Linked DNA regions of Canis lupus: region 1 is linked to region 2. A link is a contact called in public Hi-C data. All regions are on one chromosome and are shown on one strand. Each heading gives the region's core, a stretch centred on a gene start, on an enhancer-like site or on the middle of the called end of the contact. The rest is flanking DNA. Distances are from core to core; before and after follow the strand shown. Region 1 has its middle 13 kb from the start of GK. Region 2 holds the start of TASL (TLR adapter interacting with SLC15A4 on the lysosome).

Evidence for each region. Hi-C and Micro-C count contacts between places; a contact is called where the count stands out from the background.
Region 1: a contact with region 2 is called in a Hi-C map of skin fibroblasts, with 1.7 times the contacts expected there. The contact joins the enhancer-like site here to the promoter of TASL in region 2. A contact is called at or near these places in 2 of 9 Hi-C or Micro-C datasets (liver and skin fibroblasts).

Annotation. Positions count from the first base shown.
Region 1 is chrX:25,900,715-25,903,672 of UU_Cfam_GSD_1.0, reverse strand. No RefSeq gene overlaps it. Among named protein-coding and RNA genes, the nearest start is that of GK, 13 kb to the left of the region's middle. Within about 2 kb of position 1,407, at least 2 of the 20 cell types and tissues checked have an H3K27ac peak or open chromatin away from gene starts, as enhancers often do.
Region 2 is chrX:25,842,158-25,845,029 of UU_Cfam_GSD_1.0, reverse strand. TASL (TLR adapter interacting with SLC15A4 on the lysosome) reads left to right here and starts at 1,406. Exons shown (of 4, transcript XM_038587132.1): 1 at 1,406-1,615.

The sequences.
Region 1 (2,958 bases), core at 158-2,657, 59 kb before region 2:
AAGGAAATATGACCTATTCCTACTTTACCTCCCAGAGTACATCTCATAGTCTGTCATGTATTCTCATTTTCACATATACTTGTTTTTATCCATTATTTCCCTCCTATTCCCTGCATATTAGTTATCTCTTGGTCATCCTATATTTTTTCTGGACCTTTAAAAATGCATGTCCTCAAGGTGTCTGCTCCCAAAAGACTCTAGTTTGTCTAGAGGGAGATATAGACAGGTAAATGGGAATTGCAACATGTGGTAAAGACCAAAGAGAAGGGGCTCCTGGGTGGCTCAGTATGGCTCAGGTCATGATCCTGGGGTCCTGGGATTGAGTCTTGTGTTGGGCTCCCTGCTCAGTGGGGAGGCTGCTTCTCCCTCTCCTCCCACTCGTGCTCTCTGTCACTATCTCTGTCTCTGTCTCTCTCTCAAAATAAATAAATAAATATTTTTTAAAAGACCAAAGAGAAGTAAGCACAAGTGCTATTGGAGCCTCAAAGAGGGAAATTTTAACCATCTTTCTAGAATCTGAATCCTGAGGGTTAAAGGCAGATGTCATCTAGCACAGCCAGCAGCACATGCAAAGACCCTGGGGTTATTCACAAATTGCTGTAAGGAGCAATGCATAAAATATTTAGGTTCAGATCCTGGTATATTAATAACCTAAATGTATAAATTACATAAATACTTCCCTATTTGTTTTATTTTCTGGCAACCTTCATAAGCTATTATTCATCGCCATTTAAAAGTGAGGAAACCAGGTCCAATTTGGGGTCAATCAAATTCAAAATAGCAGAGTAGGAATGACAACAGAGGGTTTTTTTTTGGGGGGGGGGTTTGATTCCAAAGCTATGCTCTTTCCTCTACATTTTGCCTCTCAGATCCGGCTCCTCCTGATAGGAAAAAACTGGGCAAAAGGTCAAGGAGAGGATCTGGAAGAAAAGAGGGGCTGGAGGATAAATGACATAACCTTCACAGTTTTTGCCCAAGACTAACTCTGCTTATGAAAGTATACAAAATCTTGCGTCTCCTAGGTAGACCAGAGTGTCTTATTCCCATCCATGAACTCTACTTTTAAAGGTTCACACTGCTGGGAGCCCTAAGTGGCTCAGTCGGTTGAGCACCTGATTCTTGGTTTCAGCGCAGGTCCTGATCTCATGGGTCATGGGATTGAGCCCCATCATGGGCTCTGTGCTCAGTGGGGGAGTCTGCTTGGATATTCTCTCCCTCTGTGCCTTCCCTCACTCTTGCTCTAAAAGTAAGTAAATAAAATCTTTAAAAATAACGAAAAGTTCATGTAGGCAATAAAATAGTGTATATGTGCAGGATATATATGTGCAGGATGACCTCTAACCTACTTAGAGAACTGACGTGGACTCAGTGGTGGCAGCCAACAGCAATGTCGTAACATTCTAGTGTAAAGAATTGGTTTGGAGTTGCACAAATCACCTGACAGGAATTCTGACCTCAGGGCCAGTGACATCCCCATGGTGCACTTAAAAAAAAAAAAAAAAAGAGGCTATTACTATATTCTGACGTAAAACAATGTTACGCTTCATTTCCACTTACACAACATATACATGCCATATACAACATGTAGTAGACCTAATAAAGGTTTTGTGAAATCTAACAGTATTGTTCTAACTCCAAAAGTTCTGGTGTCTACAGAGACAACCACTGCCACCATCAGTAAAAGATGGAAACTGCAATGATCAAGTATGAATATTGTACCTTAAATTAAATGTAAGTTGCTTCCCTAATTAACAGCCTTGGATGACAGTATATATGTGTTGGAAGAAAACTTGGAGATCACTCCTCATTTTCTGTGTTAATTTTTTTTAAAAAAACCGAGACACCTGCACCCCAATGTTTCTAGCAGCAATGTCCACAATAGCCAAACTGTGGAAGGAGCCTCGGTGTCCATCGAAAGATGAATGGATAAAGAAGATGTGGTTTATGTATACAATGGAATATTACTCAGCCATTAGAAATGACAAATACCCACCATTTGCTTCGACGTGGATGGAACTGGAGGGTATTTTGCTGAATGAAGTAAATCAATTGGAGAAGGACAAACATTATATGGTCTCATTCATTTGGGGAATATAAAAAAATAGCGAAAGGGATTAAAGGGGAAAGGAGAGAAAATGAGTGAGAAATATCAGAGAGGGAGACAGAACATGAGAGACTCCTAACTCTGGGAAGCGAACAAGGGGTAGTGGAAGGGGAGGAGGGTGGGAAGATGGGGTGACTGGGTGACGGGCACTGAGGGTGGCACTTGATGGGGTGAGCACTGGGTGTTATACTATGTGTTGGCAAATCGAAGTCCAATAAAAAATATACAAAAAAAATTTTAAAAGATTTTATTTATTTGACAGAGGGAGAGAGAGAGAGCGAGAGTGAGCGAGAGTACAAGCAGGGGGAGGGGCAGGTAGAGGGAGAGGGAGAAGCAGGCTCCCCCCTGAGCAGGGAGCCCCATGAGGTTTGATCCCAGGACCTGGGATCATGACCTGAGCCAAAGGCAGACACTTGACTGACTGAGCCCCTTCACTGTTTTCTTAACGCAATCCAAAAAGGAGACGGAGAGACTTCTGAATTGGAGCTTGAGACTTATTTTCAGCAGTTACTGGCTCAGTGACCTTGGGCTTACTTCTTACACATGTTCATCTCTGAAGTCACAAGTCTGGAACTTGACCTGTCTCACATTGTTGGTGTGAGTCTCAAATGAGATAATGGATGGGAAACTGCTGTGTTAAGTGACTCGTTGGTGAAAACAGAGTCTGCATGACCCATGCTTCAGAAATGTCGAGGATAATAAAAAACATTAACTGTGTAGTACTAATCTGATGAAGAACATCTGTAATTATAAAAAAGGATTGGATATCTTTAACAGCAGAAACGAGGATCCTGAGCACAAGAAGAAATACATGTATGCTCTTGTTTGGGGAGAGAATATAATAAAAAAGGTAT
Region 2 (2,872 bases), core at 157-2,656:
CACTAAGTGTTATATGCAACTGATGAATCACTAAATTCTACCTCTGAAACTAATAATACAATCTGTGTTCATGAAATTGAATTTATTTACTTATTTATTTTTAAAGATTTTATTTATTTATTCATGAGAGAGAGACAGAGACAGAGACAGACACAGGCAGAGGGAAAAGCAGGCTCCACGCAGGGAGCCCGACGTGGGACTCGTTCCTGGGTCTCCAGGATCATGCCCTGGGCCAAAGGCAGGCGCTAGACCGCTGAGCCACTCAGGGATCCCCCTATCACTTCCACATTATTCTAATGGTCACTCATGGTTCAGTGTGGGCAGGGGACTCTGCAAGGGGATGATATCAAGAGGTGAGCATCAGGGACGCCTGGGTGGCTCAGTGGTTGAGCATTTGCCTTCAGCTCAGGGTGTGATCCCAGAGTTCTGGGATCAAGTCCCAGGTCGGGCTCCCCGTGGGGAGCCTGCTTCTCTGTCTGGACTGAAGGCGGCGCTAAACCACTGAGCCACCGGGGCTGCCCATGAAATTGAATTTAAATAAAGAATTTTTTAAAAAGGCAATTGCTTCTTTCTTGCATCTCCCTATAGAACTACTCTGTGTAAGCAAACACACACACACACACACACACACACACATACACACACAAATTCTTTTAAAGATACAAATTGGAGCATATTATATGTTTTTGCTGAACAATATATCCTGGATATCTTTTCCAATGATTCCATGCAAAGCCAGATCACTCTAACACTGTGTAGTACTCTATAAAGCTCTACATTTACTTAGCTCATATCCTATTGATGCATCCCTAATGCTGCAACAAATAACCTTTCAATGTTTCTGTGCACAAGTGTACATATGTGACATAGGTGAATTTATACAAATAAAGTCGTTGGGTCAGAGGATATGGATATGTAAAAGTTTGGGGAAAAAAGTCAACAGATGCTGGGAAAAGGCCCTCTAGAAATGTCTACAATCTCACCACTACATAGGAGAGTGCCTGTTTCTCCACAACCTTGCCCACCCAGTGTATTATCACACCTTCTTTTTTAACCTTGGTTAATTTGAGAGAGAAAACAGTTTTCATTTGCATTTTTTTTGATTGTGAGTACAAATCTGAGAATACTTCTCAAAAATTATAGGTCAGCAATGAAACTGAGAATTTTCTAAATCCTGCTTGACACTGGCTCTCCTTTGATAAAGGGATCCCAGAGAATTTACTGTTAGAGGAGTAAATTTATGTTGTTCGGGTTCTTATATAAAACATAGCAATCAACTATTTTAACAAGAGACAGTTTCATAGATAGGTTTCATTTTTCAAAAAAGGGGAAGAAACACCATTCTGTGGCTCAATGTGGGTTTGTCAGTTATTGCCTCCCCCTTCCTGGGACTTCCCACTGTTCTTGAGCACAAATCAGACTTGAGCAAAAACAACTCCCTTTCCATGGGATCAGTTATAAGAAGAATGGCCATGCAATGAGCCACTTAGTTTCTTGGTCGTACCACTGGAAGGCTTGCACACATTTCTGAAAAAAAAGCACTGGCTGGCTTATTCACCTCTATATGGTCGATTGCTGTTTCTTCCGGACCAAAGGAGCAGATTGGTTAGTGAAGGTAAGAAAAAGGAGGCAACAGGCCCTATAAGTGCTTCTGTCACCTCTCTCCTCCCTTTTTTAGTCTTTTCTCATCCAAAGCCAGATGCAATCATAACATCTAAGATGCTTTTTTCGTTGACCAAATCAGAGGTGAGCGGGAATGGATGCAAGCATTCCATGGAGGGGGACGGTAAAGAGAAATGAAGTCAAACACTCCCTTCTCTGACCTCCTCATGTTCACATTTTGGCATTTCTAAAAAATGTTTTTGACCTAACAATTTGGACGGGTCAGATCCGGCTCCTGTTGTGTGATTGAGGCAGTCCTCACGCAGTATCGCTGCAGAGATTTAGCTTCTGTGTTTTTAAAAGGAGGCCTAAGAACCTGATCAGAATTTTGCTTGGGACAGGAGAAACCTAGAATTTAGTTACAGTGATATAGTTTTTGAAATGAGTACAATTACAGTAAATTCCAATTGGCTCTGACTCTCAATTATTCATTCCGAGAGCTTGAGATAAGTGTTTTCCTGTGTAGCAGGGCATACTCAAAGCGAAGGTGACCTACAGCGCTGTTGCTTTTCGAATTGCCATCTGGCTGATTTGGGGAAAGCCTACACGCTGGTGTTAAAGACTCGCACAGGTGGGCTTTTGTTTGAATTATCTGTAGATCTGCTCAAACATACTTTTTCTTGCGCACATCCATCTGTGCTTCAGTATAGACCGGATTTGGCCAGAGTATTCAGACCGATATTTTTGGAACACTTCTTGCATAGGTCAGTGTAGTTAACAGTGTGTTTCTGAGCATGAAAAGCTTCTGGGAGGAATGGTGAGCATTTGAAATTTGTATAAAACATTCACATCGTAATGGTAATTTAGGGGATATACAAAGGTAGTGCACTAAATTCTGTTATCTCACGGCAAAGTGGTGTTTCAATAGCTCTTTCAAGTTACTGAAACATTTCTAATCACATACCTGGGGATTATCTTCGATATACGCAGTACTGTCACTCTAAGCACTTCACCAACATGACAGGATGTAACTAAATTGTAATTGTAATGTAACTTCATTAGCTAAATAGTTATTTTCCTTCTGGTTTTCATTTTTGCCAAGTTTCAAACCTATATTAAAATGGAAAGAATAGTACATTGAACACCCATATTTCCATCAGTTAATCAGTTGTAGCACGTTGCCATATTTACCTTCTCATTATCTTCATACACACGCACACACATACACACACACACACACAAATATATATAGATAGTTTCTTTGGTGACT